3 separate regions of the Rattus norvegicus genome follow, and regions 1 and 3 are each linked to region 2. A link is a contact called in public Hi-C and HiChIP or PLAC-seq data. All regions are on one chromosome and are shown on one strand. The core of a region is the stretch at or near the end of the contact, and the rest is flanking DNA. Distances in the headings are between cores, read along the strand shown. Region 1 overlaps Syn3 (synapsin III). Region 2 overlaps Syn3 (synapsin III). Region 3 overlaps Syn3 (synapsin III).

Region 1 (4,378 bases), core at 16-2,515, 390 kb before region 2:
AGGCAGGTACATTGTGTCAGCATCTGGAAGCAGGGTGCGATGAATGCTGGTGCTTAGCTGGCTTTCTCCATTGTAGACCATCTGAGAATCCAGCCCAGGGGATGGTGCCACCCAAAGGTATGTTTCCATTGGTGATTCTGCAAGCCATCGCACTGACAATAAAGATTACCATCAAAGTAGGATCGTCAGGGTGAGGAAATAAAAACACAGGTTATCAAGTGAGTACTTAGTGAAGGTGCTAAGGAAATACAGTGAAGCATGAGACTGACTTATTACTAAACGTATGTTTATCGGAAATTGGAATTTCAAGGGGTGTCCAGTATTTTCCCCCTTCAGGGAAGAAGGTAAATGTGAAACAGCGAGAGGCTAGCCTCTGAAGCACCTTGCTTTCTGTTTGGGGAGTCAAATTAGGTCTCCTGCTGGGCCCCATCCTCAGAACACAGCTTTCTCTGACATCACCAGCAGTAGCGAGGGAGAGAGATAAGCCCAGAGGACTGTCTCCAACCAGACTCCTAGCTCCCTACCCTCCCTTTCAGTTATGAGACCTTAGTCAAGTCTAACCTCCCAGTCTCCCATTCCTCCTCTGTCAGGCAGGACTACAGACTAGCTTTGCTACAGGGTAAAGATAATGGCCCGGGTGAAGTGGGTACATGGCTCACCCTGACATAATAGGCCCTGGGACGGTAATTGTTATTAATTGCAGTTACTAATTGCTTGTGACTATAATAGCCCTGGGAGCCAGGGGGAAGGAAGCTGCTTGGCATGCTTCTCAGTTAAGCTGGTTGTGCTGCAGGGCCAGCTTCCAGAAGCCCTGGAGGAAGGGTGTCTAGGCCCTGGCAGACTGGCAGTCATTCCTGAGTCACAGAGAGAGCTCCAACTCAATCAGCTGAGCCTAGAGTAAACGGAGAAGGTTAAAGCATAGACGCACAGCTCTGCTGTAGATCCCCGGCTCTGGGGAACAACTCATGCCCATTGGCACCATAAAGCCCTCTATTGCATCAGCCAACTGTTGTATGCGGAGGACTGTAAGGGGCTTCTAGTGAACTGAAGATGGGGGTCTCATTAAAGGGGTGTCACCTCTTATTTGCTTTATTTATTAACTCAAACATTCCACCTGACCCCACCTGCAGGGCTTCAGTACTGGTCCTATACCTCTGCCTTCTTTCTCTGTATTTCTCCCTGCCCTAGTGTCCAGGGAGAGGGGAGGGGCGTGGACATTCCCCATCAACCAGTTCTGTTGCCTAGAGACGGCTCAGTTTTCCCAGGCCCGGCCCCTTTTATCAGGGAGACAATGCGTGCACACACAGTGAAGGCCTTGTGTGGCACCCAAGCCCCTAGCCCTTTGACTTGAAGAATTTTTCAAGTGCTGACCCTTCTTCGTGAGGTCTTCATGCTGTCCAATCCAAGGGCCAGTGTCTCTGCAGCTTCCTACCCAGCCTCTGTGAGTAGAGACAGAGGAAGGGGAAACAGAAAGATTGTTGCCGCCACCCTGCTCGTGTGGAATCTTGGGGGAAAGCTTCACCCTTGGAACCTAGCTAGAAGATACAAGGAAAATGTCTTTGAACAGAAGCGAATGTGGATAAAATTTCCCCCTAAATCTCTTCCTTTCTGCTGTCTCTCTAAAGAGCTTGACTGAGCCGTGAGATCTCAAATGTAAAGGGCACCCTCCATCCCAGAGCACCTGTTTCCTTAGATATACCACCATGTGATGTGTGAAGACCATGTCTCTTGACGAGCGTTCCTTTTAGAGTGATTATTTCCAGCTACCACCCGGAACTTGTTGCATAAGGTCAAGTTCTTTCTCATGGAAAGAAGGACCTTTGGCCAACATAAGTAAAATGAGGTTTTACTAGGAAAAGAATGGGTAATGATTGGAATTCTAGGAAACGTCAACCTGTGAGACCCTTCCAGAGATCTGCATACAGCATACATGCATACCTCAACCCTCATTTGCCTTTGCAACTTAAAAAACAAATTCTTGGTCAATATTAAGCCTGGCTTCATCTACTCCTTCTCTCTTGAGAAGACTCTCTGACAGACCTACCAATGTTGTCTACAGGAGGGAGGCTTGGTTCTGTCAGGACATGAACCAATACGAATGGAAGGACCACTACTAGACAAGCATTCAATGGATCCAAGGCAAGCCAAGAGAAACTGTCACCTACCACAGTGGACTCTGAATGGCTAGAATGGAGCCAGGAACCTGCTTTTTGATCGTGATGGAAAACCAACCTTTGAAGCTATCAAAACAGAGGGCTTACTACATGATTTCAGTGAATAGAAACAAGACCACTGACGGAGCAATGGAAAATGGAGATGAAGTTCAACTTGATGAACAGAGCAGGCCAGGCACACGTGCGGCTCAGTATGAGTACAGTTAGCTGGCGGAGATCAAGTGGTGGTGGGAAAAGGGTGAGTTTCCCATGGTGTAGAAGATCCCAAATTTGGTTTGGCTACTCATTTGTGAAAGTCATGAAGGGCTCAGGCCCCAACGATCTTATTCTAGAAACCCTTAGAGAAGGCTCCAAACTCAAGCGTTTGCTCTTCTCCTCTTGCCTTTGTCTTACCTGAATCATGCCCTTGCCTCGTTCTTCTCTGAGGAATTCCACAGCCTAGTTGCAAGTGTTGCCTCACCCTCCACAGCCTGGCTTTCTAGCCCAGGCCCTCCCAGTGACCTTCTTTCTAGAACCCCTTAGAGACCTGCTTCTGCTTAGGCAATAGAGATTTCAAAGCTGTGTCCCCAGACTTTACCCCATTGGTTACAACATGGCCCCTGGAAAGGCATGTCTCTGGGCAGATGCCAGCCTCATTACCTAATGTCTCTCTCCCCAAGGTCTGTAGAAGCCTCTGATGTGCTCCCTGGCAGGAGGGAATCATCTGCCATGGCAGAAAAGGGATGGGGATTCCTGTCCACTCTTCTGCTGGGTTTTCTGAAGGTCTCTCAGAAGTTAACTACCATGCAAAAAACTGGCTTAATCAGAGGCTGCCTGTGGAAACACAGCAGTCAGTATGGGGACTTGTGGATGGGAACAAGCACAGGTGGGAAGAAACACTTCCCTGTGGTCAGAGGGCTTCTTTTGGACCAAGCTGGATCTCTATGCTGCTGCACGGATGGTTATCACATATCTGTGTGTCACTGCCTCCTGGGAGGGAGTGAGCCCTGTGTGGTCTTCCTGGTTGGCTCCTTGGAGCCTGAAGGTTCTGCACAGAGCAGATGGTCCAGCGCTGCAGGTTGAATCATGCAGAGGCTTCCTGGGTCTATGGGCCTGGCTTGCTGGGTAAAGCACTTGCTGCACAAGTGTGAGAACCAGAGTTAAACCCTGGGGACTCTGGTGAATGAGTGACCATGCTGCCCCTGCTACATTCCGGGACTCAGGGAGGTGGGAAGAGGATCCCAGCTGGCTGGCTGGGCTAGCAGAATCCTCAAACTCTGGGATCCAGTAAGAGATGCTGCCTGGCCTCACTGTCTCCATGGTCGGATGGATCTGTCCGGGAGCCCTGCTCTGACACAGGTAGATCCCATCTGTGCTCATTCCCTGCCTGAGGCAGGAAAAGAATGCAGTGCCCACTCCTCATAAATCTTTGTCACATGCCACCACATCCTGGGGCCCCAAAGTAGGCATTTCCCGCCCCAGGCAGCCTAGTTTGCAATATTCTCCTTCCTGCTGCCTTCAATGTGTCAGTAAAATATGAGGCCACCCACAGAGACAGAAACCTCCTGGAATCCAGTGTTCCCACCCCCTTTCACAGGGCAGGACCATGGATTTGGTTGATTGGCAGAGTTATTCAAGAAACTGTGAATGTGGACATATTAGGGCACTGGGATGGGACTGCTGGTAGAAGACAAAGCCATTGGACAACGTGGATCCATCTGTTTAAACCAAGGTCGGTCGAGCAGCCAGTCAACAGCAGAGACACTGGCCTCCACCCACAAGGCATCTCGAATTCTATGCCATCCCTCCCCTTCTCTCTGCCACACAGGGCTGTTCTGAGGCAGCTCCAGCCTGATTTAGCCCATCCTTCCACCACCATCCCCACCCCCAACCCCCAGCAAGAAGGCAGCAGTCTGTGTGGCCCAGCAGGAGACAGACTTCTGACTCCCAGCCAGGCAGAGGGATGGACAGCCTGACCCTCACCTCAGCCTGAGACAGCCTGCCAGCCTCAGCACTAAACATTCCAAAGACTCCTGGGAAGGTGAGGCCTCTTTGAGGCAGGAGCTGCTTGGGAGGCATACAATGCAGAACAGTCTGGGTTCCAGTTTGGAATCAAGTCCGAGGCTGACTGTCAGTCCCACAGGTTGGACATACACACAATGACCCCTATAATCAGATGTAGATTTGTGAGTAATTGCAACAATTGGCCAGTAGGTGGCAATAGA
Region 2 (4,326 bases), core at 1,529-4,028:
CATGCGTGCGCTCGCGCACACACACACACATATGCACACACACAGGCACATGCACACACACATACACACACACAGGCACATGCGCACACACATACACACACACATGCACATGCACAGGCACATGCACACACACACATGCACACTCACAGGCACATGCACACGCACATGCGCACACACATGCACACACACACACATATGCACACACACAAACATACAGGCACATGCGCACACACATACACACACACACAGGCACATGCACACACACACACACATGCACACACACATACACACACACAGGCACATGCACACACACATGCACACACACGCACACACACACATATGCACACACATACACACACACATACACACACAGGCACATGCACACACACATACACACACAGGCACATGCACACACACACACAGGCACACATACATACACACACACCTATACCTGTGAGCTCTGGTCACTGAGATCTCTCCACTTTCACAAAAAGCCATCCATGCTCATATGCCCCAGCTCTGGACACTCAAGGAGGGAAGAATGGAAGATGCTTCACATTTAAAAACAAACAAATAAAAAAGCCAGTTTGGGTCTTCTAAACACAAGAAAACAACTTTTTCAAAAAAGTTCCAGAAAGCCTCAGACAAACAAACAAACAAACAAAAAAAAAAAGAGATGGCTTTCAGATTTGTTTTTTTGTTTTTTTCCCTCAGAAACATTAGAGAATTGTTTTCCTTTGGACTTTGGGGTGGGGTCAGGAACAGAGGGAGCTTGTTCCTGGGAATGTGAAGTGTATTTTTCCCAGTAAGGGGGAAAAGGAAACAGAGATCCAAAAATACTGTCTCCCAGCGCTTGTGACACATTTGGTGAGGATGCTCAGGGGAAACACCCTGGACCTCGTCCTCTCTGACCTGGCCCAGGGGATGACCTTGCTCACTGGGAAAAAATGTTTCCCTGGGGAGAGTGAATATCCACTTCCTTTGTCTGTGTCCACCGTGGAGATTCCAGTACTTGACCTCAGGCTCCTTGTAGCGGCCATTTTCCACCACAGAGAATGCGGGGAACAATCCAGGGCAGAAGGCAATGGGTAAGATTGGAGGAGAGACTGGCAGGGTGCTGGGAGCCCAGGAGCACTGGGGACAGACTCTTGTAACTGCCGCTGGAGACTGCCTGGGACCCCAGAGAGCTCCATTTGGGGACAGTGTACAGCCTTTCTGGGACCCATACCCACACTCCAGTTTAATTTTCAGGCACTCCAGGTGCGTGACTCACGGTCCCCTGAAAGTCACAGCCAAGTGGGCCTTAGCAGCTGCCTGAACCCTTAGTTTGGTCGACCAAAAATAGACCCAGAAAAGACAAGAGACTTCCCCTAAGCAAGTCCATAGCAGAACATAGGCCTGGAACCCTGGCCGCCTCATCTGCCTGGTGCTTGGTTAGGAGGCCCCTGCAGCTATAGAACTCTCCATCCGTTTCCTCAGCCCTGACGAGGAAACCATGTAATCGTAGAACCTGCCTTGAAGGCTCATTCTAAGATAGGTCCCCGTGTAGCCCAGGCTACCCTCAAATTCAATATGTAGGAAGACCTTGAACTTTTGTTGCCCTTGCCTCTGCCTCCTGAATGCTGGAATCATAGGTGCTGGGGGTGGAAGCCAAGGCCCCAGGTATGCGAGGTGAGCACTGTCGTCACATTCCCAGCCCTGCAAAGTGACAGCACTGGCATCATCGATACCTGGGTCTTAGAATAGTGTCCCGTATCGCACCAGCGCTCAGTGACCCTGTACTGTCAAGGCCTTCCCATGGTAAACAGAGTTTACTGCAAGGACCTCCCCCCACCCATAGTTCCCCCAGGACACTGGCCACTCTGACTTTATGATAATTCTGGGACTAAGCTCTCCAGTGGGTCAGTTGAGTGAGCTCAGCAAAGACATGGTCACAGAGGGGCTCCTAGGAACGGGTGTGGTCCTGAAGGGTTTCTGGAGGAAGGGTGGACTAGATGTTTCGTGTTGAGTGAGGAGTTAGCCAGGTGAGGAGTGGGCAGAGAGAGCTAGGTACAGGGTCTGGAAGTAAGAATATCCGATTACCCCAGAGCTGGGCGAAGGGCCAGGGTTTGGCAGGGTGAATCAGGTGACAGACAGGGGAAGGCTGAATTCCAACGGTAGAGGAAAGAGGTGACAAACACAGCTCTGTCCCAAGTCCACCAAGACTTTATGTCCCCTTAAGACCATCAGCTGCCTGTACCTCGTGATCACCTGGCACACTGACTCACACCTCTGCGCCTCAGTTTCCCCATCTACTACAAAAGTAGACTGGGCCAACGTGACTTCCCAAAATGCAGCCCCTTCTTCCTTAAGGACAGCCTGGTTCCCAAGGAGAGTTTCATTTTAGGTCTGTGTCCAGCTGGGAGCCCCCAGAACAATGTTTTTCCTCTTTTGTCTTCTCTGTTAACCCTGGGTCACTTCCAGCCTGTGTCAAATTGTTAGTTGTTGTTCTAATTGAGCCCCCACCAGTTCCCAGCTCTGAGGACATCTTTAACCTTGGGCCAGAAGAGAGAGGGCCAGCCCCAGCTCTGGGAGGACAGTGGAGTGGGAAACGAGAGGGTGGGAAATGAGGGGGCAGAGACTGACGCCCCAGAGTACAGAGAAGGTCAACACGTGCTCCCCAGCCCTGGTCACGTTGCTGGACTCCAGGGTGTGGAGGCTGAGTGGAACTGAATCCAGGGAGCCCTTCACAAGGAACTAGAGAGAACTGCGTGTCTGCTGGGAGCCCAGACAGCAGGAAGTGCCCAGCTGGGTGCGTTGCATGGAGAACATTGCCATCTAGTGGTCATTCTGCCTTGAGCGCAGTGTCAACACTCCAGAAATAAAAAGCCAACTTCAGGGTTCTTCAACCTCCTCTCCTCCCCCACACCAGGTCATGGACAGTTCAATGCCACTGATTGGAGAACATGTGGAGGAGGACAAGCAGTTAATGGCTGACCTTGTTGTTTCCAAGATGAGCCAACTCCTGGTGCCAGGGGCCTCGGTGCCCTCCCCCCTGAGACCTTGGGTAAGGTTTTCTTGAGATAACCCCAGGCAGGCATCCTATAGGAGAAGGGGGTGGGGACAGAGGCTGGCAAGGGCCTTGCAGGGACCCTTTCTTGCTCATCTCTCCTAGAAAGAAAACTCCTGTCCCATCATCTTTGGATTGATTGATGGCAATGTTCATCTCTCTGTCTCCATGTTGGATCTGAATGGAGATGTGTGAAAGAATCCAGGCACACAGATGCCCTATGTTCCCAGTGCACAGGACAATAGAAACTATTGTGTCTCAGGCTTCCCATCCCCCGACCCAGCAATCGTCAGCCTTCTGGGAAAGCAAGTTTCAAATCTTTCCCCCAACACCAACCCCTACTTATCCCACAGAAACCCATCTCTTCATACACACAGGAATAGTAGTTGAACTCAAGGGGCTTCTAGGAGCCAGGAGGCATTTGCAGCATCTTCCGTGGCTATCCTAAAAACCTATCAGGAGGTACACTGAAGAATCATGCATTGTGTACTTTACATCAGTGATTTTTAAAATAAAGATGTATCTAAGGCTTTGCCTCCTACCAGAATTACTGTAGCCAGGGGCTTCCTTCCTCTTCTCTTACTCTAGGGTCCACAGACTAAATCTGCAAAATCTCCAGGGCAAGGCCAGCTAGGACCTCTGCTCGGACAGCCCCAGCCAAGGCCACCTCCACAAGGTAAGATGGGGCAGCCACTGAGAAACACTGTATCAATGAAACTGAAATGCAGTGCAGAGGACTGTGAGGTGTCTCAGTGATAAGAACACATTCTGTGCGAGCATGACAACATGAGTTCAAATCCCCATCACACAAGTAACAAGCTGGACATAGCCAAACATGTCTGTATTTACAACACTGGGGGAAGGGAGGGACAGGCAGTTCCTGGGAACTGGCTGACCAGTTAGTTTAGCTCAATAAGAGATGCTGTCCAAAGCAGTGGTTCTCAACCCCTCTGGGGTTGCATGTCAGATATCCTGCATATCAGACACATACATTATGAATCATAATAGTAGCAAAATTACGGCTATAAAGTAGCAACAAAAAGAATTTTGTGGTTGGGTGGTCACCGAACCCTGAGGAACTAGATTAAGGGGTGGCAGCATCAGGAAGGTCGAGAGCCACTGGTCTAGAGGGAGTAAGGTAGGAAGCAAGAGAGGAAGACACTCAGTGTCCTCTGACCTCCACGTGTACACACATACACAGAGCAGCTAACTAATTAAATCAATAACAGTGGGTTGCTGGAGACAGTCTAGCCCAGTGGCTCTCAACCTTCCAGATG
Region 3 (3,919 bases), core at 827-3,326, 300 kb before region 2:
ACCATTCTGGAAATCAGTCTGGAGGTTCCTCAGAAAATTGGACATTGAACTGCCTGAGGATCCAGCTATACCTCTCTTGGGCATATACCCAAAAGATGCCTCAACACATAAAAGAGACACGTGCTCCACTATGTTCATCGCAGCCTTATTTATAATAGCCAGAAAATGGAAAGAACCGAGATGCCCTTCAACAGAGGAATGGATACAGAAAATGTGGTACATCTACACAATGGAATATTACTCAGCTATCAAAAACAACGAGTCTATGAAATTCGTAGGCAAATGGTTGGAACTGGAAAATATCATCCTGAGTGAGCTAACCCAATCACAGAAAGACATACATGGTATGCACTCATTGATAAGTGGCTATTAGCCCAAATGCTTGAATTACCCTAGATCCCTAGAACAAACGAAACTCAAGACGGATGATCAAAATGTGAATGCTTCACTCCTTCTTTAAATGAGGAAAAAGAATACCCTTGGCTGGGAAGGGAGAGGCAAAGATTAAAACAGAGACTGAAGGAACACCCATTCAGAGCCTGCCCCACAGGTGGCCCATACATATACAGCCACCCAATTGGACAAGATGGATGAAGCAAAGAAGTGCAGACCGACAGGAGCCGGATGTAGATCGCTCCTGAGAGACACAGCCAGAATACAGCAAATACAGAGGCGAATGCCAGCAGCAAACCACTGAGCTGAGAATAGGTCCCCCGTTGAAGGAATCAGAGAAAGAACTGGAAGAGCTTGAAGGGGCCCGAGACCCCAAAAGTACAACAATGTCAAGCAACCAGAGCTTCCAGGGACTAAGCCACTACCTAAAGACTATATATGGACTGACCCTGGACTCTGACCCCATAGGTAGCAATGAATATCCTAGTAAGAGCACCAGTGGAAGGGGAAGCCCTGGGTCCTGCTAAGACTGAACCCCCAGTGAACTAGAGTATGGGGGAGGGCGGCAATGGGGGGAGGGTTGGGAGGGGAACACCCATAAGGAAGGGGAGGGGGGAGGGGGATTTTGCCCGGAAACCGGGAAAGGGAATAACACTTGAAATGTATATAAGAAATACTCAAGTTAATAAAAAAATAAATAAAAAAAAAGAAAGTATGAAAAAAAAAGAAATACTCAAGTTAATAAAAAAATAAATAAATAAATAAAATAAAATAAAAAAAAAGAAACTGTGAGGCCATTAGTTCCTGACCCTCCTCTAAGCAGCTAGCAGCTGGATGCTCCAGGAGGGGCAACAACTGGCCACTGGGATTCCTCTAGACTCAGAACAGGCCTAGAAGACTTTCTGGTTCTCTCAACCTGGTCCATGAAATGCAGCACGGGACTGGGGGAGGGGGAGTTAGTGAATTCATCCCATACAAGACCGGCCCATCTAAGTTCCCCTCACCGTGGGTGAGTCCAAGGCTGACCATGGAGTGTAAAGATAGTCCCATTGCTTTTCTGAGATATTGCTTGCATAAAGGGATTTTTCCTACTTCTTTGAACGAGCATAGATAGAAAAACGAACAAAAACAAAGTCTCTTACTGAACCTTACACAACCACGAGGCTAGCATGGCTGCCTAGCCAGCAAGGCTCTGGCAGCCTCTTCTCCCATTCCCCTGTCCAAGGGGATTCATGGAAGCTCAGTTTATGTGAAGAAACTCAAAGCATTCTATTCATCCAGTTGGCCAGAATATAGTCACATGGCCACCCGCCCTGAGGCATACTGGGAAGTGTAGTCGAGTTGGATACCAGACCCGAAGGGAAAGAATTCGCAATAAGTACCTAGACACTGTCATGCATTGAGCTTTAAACACATTTCTTTTATTGTCCATTCTTTAATAAAGGTAATGTGATCTGGGTATGCCCTAGCTTGAGCCAAAGATCAAGAGAAATCATTACTGTCACAGAGCCCTGAGACAGTAAACACAGGTTTAGGGAAACTGTTGTTGACTTTGCTGCCGTCTCCTGAATGCTTGGCACAGATCCAGGGACATAGTAGGTGCACAACAAACCATTGTGCTGCTGCGCGGCTTCCCACCAGCCTCCTGAATGCGAGCCTCGCCTTGGCTCGCTGGTGCTCCGTTCACACACACATCTTTCTGACAACTCACCCATCGCCATTAGTCACTGGCAATGGCCCCTGCCAGCTGTGAGCTGGGACACAGGAAGGATTTTATCTGTAGTTGAGACGTCCTGAAAGGATGAGGCTCCCTTCTCGGGTCGCTGGAAGGCTGCCCGCTGTAAAGGCACATTCTTTGCAGCCTAGAGGCTGAATGGTAACCAGGAGCAGATTGAGGGCTACATCGGGCAGTCATGGAGAACACCACTGCGACATGGGCCTGTGGCTTGTGCCTGCCGGCTTCGAGTCATCTCGAAGCCATCCCTAACCCAGGATGCAGTACCACTCTGAAGGAGAAGGGAAAGGCCTCAGAAACATTGCCAGAACCTGATTGCTAAATTGAGCCCGGTGGCACAGCCCTCTAATCCCAGCTTCTCAGGAAGCTGCAGCAAGACAACTCAGAGTTCAAGGCCAGCTGGGGAAAATTAGGGAGCCCATATTTCAAAATACAAAGTAAAAATAGCCCTGGCAGCATAGCTCAATGGTGGAACACTTGCGCACACAAGACCCTAAATGCACTTCCTAACGTCTAAAAAATCAAAACAGACAAAAAGTCAACCTTTTTTCTCAGTGTACTCAGTTCTTAATATAGATAGATGGATGTTTCGGAAGGTTACGATGCAGGTCACCCTCCAGGGGTAGCAGTTTCCATTTGCATACCTACTAAGTTAACCATCAAGACAACGTTATGAGAGAAATAAAATTGTTACTCCAGTTTTACTGAGCAGACATTGGGGCACAACACCTTCACTGACCTAACCCAATAGACGTCACAGGAATGTCTCCTCATCAGGGTACAGCCTCTGCAGCTCACCACAGTCCCCAGCACTTCTGAATATCTCCCAGACACAGGGACAGAAGGTCAATCATTGTGTCTCTGGACTGGGAAAGCATTGCCACACGGAGGGCTCGTTGCTTAAACTATGAAGCTGACCGTGATCAAACCAGGACCTGTCATGTTTCTGCTCCGTAAAGCAGGACCATCACTAGCTGTTCTAAACGTCAAATCCCTATTTTCTCTATGTCCTCCAACTTCTCTAGGAGTGTCTTTAAACCAGGCCACTAGGTCTCTTGTCGTGATGCCCACATACTGTTTACTAACAGAAATGAGCACACTCCCACAGCAGATGCCAACAACTGGAAAATGGGAGCCCAGATGGCTCCAGTAACTGCTGGCACTCAGAAAGGGAAAAATCATTTTCCCAATACATACTCGTATGGTTGAAGCCGTGAAGGGGCCTGTACGGGGGTCTTCATGTCAATCAAGCCCAGCCCCTTCCTGCCCATACATGCTCCCATAACAGTGTTTCTCAGTCTTAGCACAGTGCCTTGTAAATTCTGCCTTAGGCCTTCATCCTGCTTCTGCTTATGCACTACCTCAGATCCCTGTAGCCTCATCATTCAGAGTGGAGCCTGGTACACAGAAGGCCTTCAGTCAGTGTCAAGTGTCTATTCACTTTGTCCTTAGAGATCACAAGTGCAAGGATGGGGGGGAGGGGTTCTGCTGTGAGCTAGGCATTAGCACAAGATGCTGGCCAAGAGTGGCCGGGCCTTTCTGAGGGGACAAGTTACTCTTTATTTCACAGGAGAGGAACTCAGAGAATGTGACTGTCTATGTGTGCTCACATAGGTGAGGATGAAGTCTGGGCAGTGTCCTGGGTTCCCTTCCCCTCTCTCCTCCTACCTCTTGTTTTCCCTTTTTAAGTATTGGGTATCAAACTCAAGCAAGCTACATCCCTGGACCCTGTAGATTTTTTTTGACTGTCCAAATGCCTTTGTTCTACACACACACACACTCTCTCTCTCT

The links. Hi-C and Micro-C count contacts between places; a contact is called where the count stands out from the background. HiChIP or PLAC-seq counts read pairs in DNA pulled down with a chosen protein or histone mark.
Region 1: a contact with region 2 is called in a Hi-C map of Schwann cells, with 17 times the contacts expected there. The contact joins two enhancer-like sites. A contact is called at or near these places in 11 of 12 Hi-C or Micro-C datasets (the A7r5 cell line, Schwann cells, frontal cortex and 6 more) and 1 of 1 datasets of contacts at active chromatin or transcription factors (oligodendrocytes).
Region 3: a contact with region 2 is called in an H3K27ac HiChIP or PLAC-seq map of oligodendrocytes, with 6 times the contacts expected there. The contact joins two enhancer-like sites. A contact is called at or near these places in 1 of 12 Hi-C or Micro-C datasets (liver) and 1 of 1 datasets of contacts at active chromatin or transcription factors (oligodendrocytes).

The regions. Positions count from the first base shown.
Region 1 is chr7:19,287,641-19,292,018 of GRCr8, forward strand. The region is part of intron 2 of Syn3 (synapsin III); the gene reads left to right. Among named protein-coding and RNA genes, the nearest start is that of Syn3, 26 kb to the left of the region's middle. Within about 2 kb of position 1,266, at least 44 of the 93 cell types and tissues checked have an H3K27ac peak or open chromatin away from gene starts, as enhancers often do. A contact at or near this core is called in the A7r5 cell line and Schwann cells, where this site is marked.
Region 2 is chr7:19,677,428-19,681,753 of GRCr8, forward strand. It overlaps Syn3 (synapsin III), which reads left to right. Exons shown (of 14, transcript NM_017109.2): 11 at 2,912-3,046; 12 at 3,638-3,725. Among named protein-coding and RNA genes, the nearest start is that of Fbxo7, 46 kb to the right of the region's middle. Within about 2 kb of position 2,779, at least 49 of the 93 cell types and tissues checked have an H3K27ac peak or open chromatin away from gene starts, as enhancers often do. A contact at or near this core is called in the A7r5 cell line and Schwann cells, where this site is marked.
Region 3 is chr7:19,375,910-19,379,828 of GRCr8, forward strand. All of the region lies in intron 4 of Syn3 (synapsin III), which reads left to right. Among named protein-coding and RNA genes, the nearest start is that of Timp3, 82 kb to the right of the region's middle. Within about 2 kb of position 2,077, at least 16 of the 93 cell types and tissues checked have an H3K27ac peak or open chromatin away from gene starts, as enhancers often do.